Regions from separate parts of the Pan troglodytes genome. Here region 2 is linked to region 1. Evidence: chromatin contacts called from public Hi-C data. All regions are on one chromosome and are shown on one strand. The core of a region is the stretch at or near the end of the contact, and the rest is flanking DNA. Distances in the headings are between cores, read along the strand shown. Region 1 has its middle 31 kb from the start of MRPL15. Region 2 holds the start of SOX17 (SRY-box transcription factor 17).

Evidence for each region. Hi-C and Micro-C count contacts between places; a contact is called where the count stands out from the background.
Region 2: a Hi-C map of stem cell-derived neural progenitor cells shows a contact between it and region 1, with 4 times the contacts expected there. The contact joins the promoter of SOX17 here to the enhancer-like site in region 1. A contact is called at or near these places in 3 of 7 Hi-C or Micro-C datasets (induced pluripotent stem cells and stem cell-derived neural progenitor cells).

What each region holds. Positions count from the first base shown.
Region 1 is chr7:62,749,632-62,752,331 of NHGRI_mPanTro3-v2.0_pri, reverse strand. No RefSeq gene overlaps it. Among named protein-coding and RNA genes, the nearest start is that of MRPL15, 31 kb to the right of the region's middle. Within about 2 kb of position 1,336, at least 6 of the 24 cell types and tissues checked have an H3K27ac peak or open chromatin away from gene starts, as enhancers often do. A contact at or near this core is called in stem cell-derived neural progenitor cells, where this site is marked.
Region 2 is chr7:63,041,751-63,044,450 of NHGRI_mPanTro3-v2.0_pri, reverse strand. SOX17 (SRY-box transcription factor 17) reads right to left here and starts at 1,367. Exons shown (of 2, transcript XM_001153136.7): 1 at 857-1,367; 2 at 1-245. The coding sequence starts at 1,163.

The DNA.
Region 1 (2,700 bases), core at 87-2,586:
GGCTTCTCTTTATTAAATAATATGCAGCTTTCAGATACATATGTATAATATATAGTCGCAAGGGACTTTTTAAAGAGTTTGCCTATTCTGTATTCTTAAGATGCTAGGAGGTACTATAAATGCAAGTTTAGGAGACTTAAGAAAGTCGACATCTAAAAACAGAGAGATAATGGTATCCAACTTTAAAGTGTTTCTGAGAGGGTCAAGTGAACATCACGGTAAAAGGCAGTGTTACTACTTTTGGTTTGGTTGCTTTTTCTTTTTGTTTTTTTTTTCTTTTTTGGTCACCAACTTCTCCCAATAAAGAACTTGGGTTTGTGGTACCCAGATTTAGGTTCCAATACCTTTAAAATTGAAGGTGAACCAGAGTGTTGGGAGGCAGATTACTTATAGCATAGCACCACACTGTATTTTAATGATTTGTTCCTTTAATTACCTGTTCCCTTCTCCTGGTCTCTGTATGCCCATGGGGCAATAACTCTACCTTTCTAATTTTAATATCTCCTGGCCGGGCGCAGTGGCTCACTCCTGTAACCCCAGCACTTTGGGAGACCGAGGTGGGCTGATCACGAGGTCAGAAGTTCGAGAGGAGCCTAGCCAACATGGTGAAACCCTGTCTCTACAAAAATACAAAAATTAGCCAGGCGTGGTGGCGTGCATCTGTAATCCCAGCTACTCAAGAGGATGAGGCCAGAGAATCGCTTCAACCCGGAGGTGGAGGTTGCAGTGAGCTGAGATGGTGCCATTGCACTCCAGCCTGGGCGACAGAGCGAGACTCCGTCTCAAAAAAAAATTTTTTTTTTTATTATCTCCAGTGTCCAGCATTGTGTCCTGTGTGTATTTCAGGTTTGTTGAATTATAAATTCATGAATAACTAATTATCCCAAATAATTGTAGGGCAAAGATCAAACCTAGAAATTCCCTGAGGAATGTTCCCATTTGGTCAGTAGGTGGCAGTCTTGCCTATTTTGAGCCGGCTACATTCACTTTGTGATAACAAAACCTACTTTTCCACTCGAGGGAAAAGGAGGATGATTTGGAGCGCTCCAGAGCTGGAAGGCTTCTCAGGGGTCATTGCTCATGACTTCCGTGGGTCCCTCACTCTAGTCTGTCAAAGCAGAAGTCAGCATTTCACTCTCGATAACTACTGCATACAACTAACCAAGAGACTACTGGCTCAATGAGGAAAAAGGCGTGGACACCCCTTCAACTCAGCATTTGAGAAAAGTGAGACAAGTGCCTGCTCAAAGGCGCTTGGTGTGCAATAGTGTGTCCCAGGCTATCAGCATGCAGGAAGTGATGGCAGATACACGCCCTGAGAGTGAAGCCACAGCGAAGCTTCGACAGCAGGGGCCAGCGGCGAGTCATGAGGGGAATATAATGGCAGCTTCTCTAACTCCGGACAATATCCAGCAGCAGCTAACACTTTCTCATTCTCCAGTTAATGCAATAAAATTGCAGAGATGCTACATACGGTATTAATAGGAAGCAATAAGTATGCATTAGAATAACTCCCTTCCCAGTGTCAGGTTATTCTGACCAATGTGACTCCAGAGAGGAACTAGGCTCGCTATCAGCAACACTGAGCTACAGCTGGCTGGACTGGGCTGTGGCCTAAAATTCTCTGTCACATCTCCCTGTGCAAGACAGCAAATTTCTACCTCTGCCTCCAGCAACTTTTGTACACAGAACAATGACCCAATCCTTCCTGAGAATTGTCCCACCTACATACGGGAGAAGCAATAAAAAGAGACCCAGCCTCCCCAGGAATTTCTCTGGGCCAGAGTCACTCCTTATATTTAAGACAGTCAGCAGTTTATAACACCTGCTGCATTATAAATCTTAGTCCTCCAAACCAGTGGTCTTTCATCTTAAAATCAGTTGAGTGATGATTTGATGTCAATGTAATATTGAAGTCAGGGAAGAGAAATAACCACAAACCTCTGCTTGATATGAGAAGGCACTGTGAAGGAAAATGTTTAGGACTTACAGAAAGTACACAAGAAAAATGTATAGAATCCTTATGTTGGCAGACTAGATGTCAATTTATGGCATTTGCACATAGTATGTCTACTATTCTAGTTTTATTTTAAATGTAAGTTTCTTTACATTAAAAAAATGTTTTGGGGAGGGCACGGTGACTCATGCCTATAATTCCAGCACTTTGGAAGGCCGAGGCAGGCGGATTGCTTGAGGCCAGGAGTTCAAGACCAGCCTGGCCAACATGGAGAAACCCCATCTCTACTAAAAATACAAAAGTTAGCCAGGGGTGGTGGCATGTGCCTGCAATCCCAGCTACTCGAGAGGCTAAGGTGGGAGAATTGCTTGAACTCAGGAGGCAGAGGTTGCAGTAAGCCAAGATCACACCACTGCACTCCAGCTTGGACGACAGAGCGAGACTCTGTCTCAAATTTTAAAAAATTTAAATATTTTAAAGTTTTGGTTTATAAATATTCTCATGGAATATAAAAGGTATCTTTTACCACGTGCAGAGCAAATGACTAAATCAGAAATGAATAAGACAACAGTCCCAACCCAAAATAAAAAAGGCTTATAACAGGCCTGGCATGGTGGCTCACACCTGTAATCCCAGCACCATGAGAGGCCGAGGCTGGTGGATTGCTTGAGTCCAGGAGTTTGAGACCAGCCTGGGACACATTGTGAAACCTCACCTCTATTAAAAATACAAAAAATTAGCAA
Region 2 (2,700 bases), core at 118-2,617, 290 kb before region 1:
GGGGAACTGGAGGCCCAGGCCGTCCATAGCCACGCGGCCGCCCTCGGGGCCCAGCGCGGCCGCCTGCGGCTCAGCCAGGCCGTGCAGGAAGCCGCCCTCCACCCGCTTCAGCCGCTTCACCTGCTTGCGCCGCCGCGGCCGGTACTTGTAGTTGGGGTGGTCCTGCATGTGCTGCACGCGCAGCCGCTCTGCCTCCTCCACGAAGGGCCGCTTCTCCGCCAGCGTCAGCGCCTTCCACGATTTGCCTGCACAGTGGAAGGAAGGAGGAGAGGGGCGCAGGGCTTATCGGCTGCGCTCCCGCTCCAGGCCCCACCTGGCCCCACCCGGACGCACCTCTCCCCTCAGACCTTGAATTGCGCAACCGGGGTGAAGTTAAAGAGGGAGGTCTGGGACTCCTGAGTCCGAGCCCTTGGGGAACACTCCTCTAAAGGCACCCCTTTCTTTTGGTCTCCTGGAAGCGGCTTTCCGCTCACCCATCACCCGGTCGTTCGAAAAACAGATAAGGACACCTAGCTAGGGAAGGGGTCGAGGGATGGACACAACCGGCCCAGTTCAGGGCCAAGGGTACTCTCGCGCCGCCCGGAGGTGCCAGGAAGTCGCCTTCCCAGAGCCGTTGGACCCGCGCCCCCGGCCACCTGGGGAATCCGGGAGCGGGAGAGCAAGGCGGAAAGCTGCTTTGGAGGGTCGGAGAGCGGGAAGCGGGAAGGGAACCCAGAGCCTTAAGAAAGGACGTGGCCGCTACACACCCCTGGTCTTGGGCGTCAGGCTCGCAAAGAACACTGTTTGGGATTTAAGAAATCGGCCTAGCGATTCGCGCCAGCGCGCCCGGCCGCCTGGGTCTCCGACTCGGACTCACCCAGCATCTTGCTCAACTCGGCGTTGTGCAGGTCTGGATTCTGCTGCGCCAGCCGCTTGCGCTCGTCCTTAGCCCACACCATGAAAGCGTTCATCGGCCGCCGGATACGGGACTCGCCCTTGGCTCGGCCCGCGGCCCCGGCCGGCGCTCCGCTGTTCGCCGGCGCCTCGCCCTTCACCTTCATGTCCCCGATGGGGCTCAGCGACTCGGCCCAGGGGCAGGGGCCCAGCCCGGCCATCACCGCGGGCAGCGCGCTCTGGGTCTGGCTCTGGTCGTCACTGGCGTATCCCGCATCCGGGCTGCTCATGGCGCTCCAGGCCTGCCCCGCTCCCCTCAACCCTCCGCCGGACGCGCCGCCTCCCCCGACCCGGGGGAGGGGGTGGGGAGTGAGGCACTGAGATGCCCCGAGGGCTGCGCTGGTCTCCCGGCCCGAAGCCGCCGCCCGTGTTCTGGCCTGTCGCGGTCTGGTCTACAGCGTACCCAGGGCCCCCAGCCGGCCTAGTGACACTGCGGGCGCCCCTGGGCCGCGGGGCCTTTTCTGCACAGATGTGGCCAATGGAGCGGCGAGGGCGGGCCGGTCCCGCGTCGTTAGGCCCACGCCCAGGCCGTGGTCCGAGTCCCACGTCCCAGTCCAACCCCACGCCCGCCCCTTGCCCCTCCCCCGGCCCCGCGCCCAAGGCTACACCTGCCCCCGGGAAAACTAGCCGGAGCTGGGCTCTGGCGCCGCGTCCTCTCCCACCGGGGTTAGGGAGACTCGAAAAGCCGTCTGGGAGGGCTGATTGTACCTTGGAATCGACGTACCTGCCCAAGGTCGTTTAGATGAACATACTGAGCGTCCATTCTATTCTCTTTAAAGCACATCTTTTTGTAGAAGCCGAGGGTGTTTCAGTGGTGGGTGACCTAGTTTACTTCCAAGGAACTGCATGGGCATCTTCAAATGTGTTTTCTCAAATGCGAAAGACACCGTTGATAATAAATTTAAAAATACAATTTTTCCCCCAGGACTCAACTTGCCTGTGTTATATTAAAAATGCTGTGTCCAAGATAAATCCTAATTTTCTAAAGCAAGATTAAATATGGAACGACGTTCTGTATCCAATATTCCATCACTCTGAAGAATAAAGCATTTACTCATGACAAGCCAACCAGTTTTTATGTGTATCTTATTATACACATCATGTGAAAGTACGAAAATGTATACATGATGTATATAAGATACGCATAACAAAACTGTTTCTCGTATGTGTTCAGTAACAGGTGAGCCTTAATACTGATTTCTAAAATGTAAAGACAGCAGCAATATTTGTCTAAATGTCCGAGTTTGTTTGGGGGAAGAGAACAATCTGTTTTAGCTGCAAAGTAACTGTGGTTCTTAGAGTCAGTTTAAAGTGGTTATTCTGGCAGATAATTAGATTTCTATACGTTTGTTTAGACTGGAATGAAATCTGAATGACTATTAAACTTGTGTTTCGATCTGGAAAAAAAAAGTTTTCAGTGGGACTTTTAAAACAAGCCGTTATACAGCACTAAGAAATGACACAGCCTGCCACTGCTATTCCTAGCGCCCTCCAGCATTAGCAAAGGAGCATATCCTCATTAACCCTGAGGTAGACTCTATCTCACAAGAAAGGAAACTGAGGCAGAGAAGTTAAGGAACTTGCTGGAGACTACAGCGTTGAGAAGGTGGAAATCACACCCAGCAGTCCGCCTTCAGACTTGCAGCTCTTAATAATCACTAAGCCAGGCTGTTGTGTTTGTGTATTTGTGTTGGTTTTTGAGGGCAACTAACAGCCATTCCTGCATAATTAGAGATAACTTTGCAAAGAAATCAATATACGAATCTC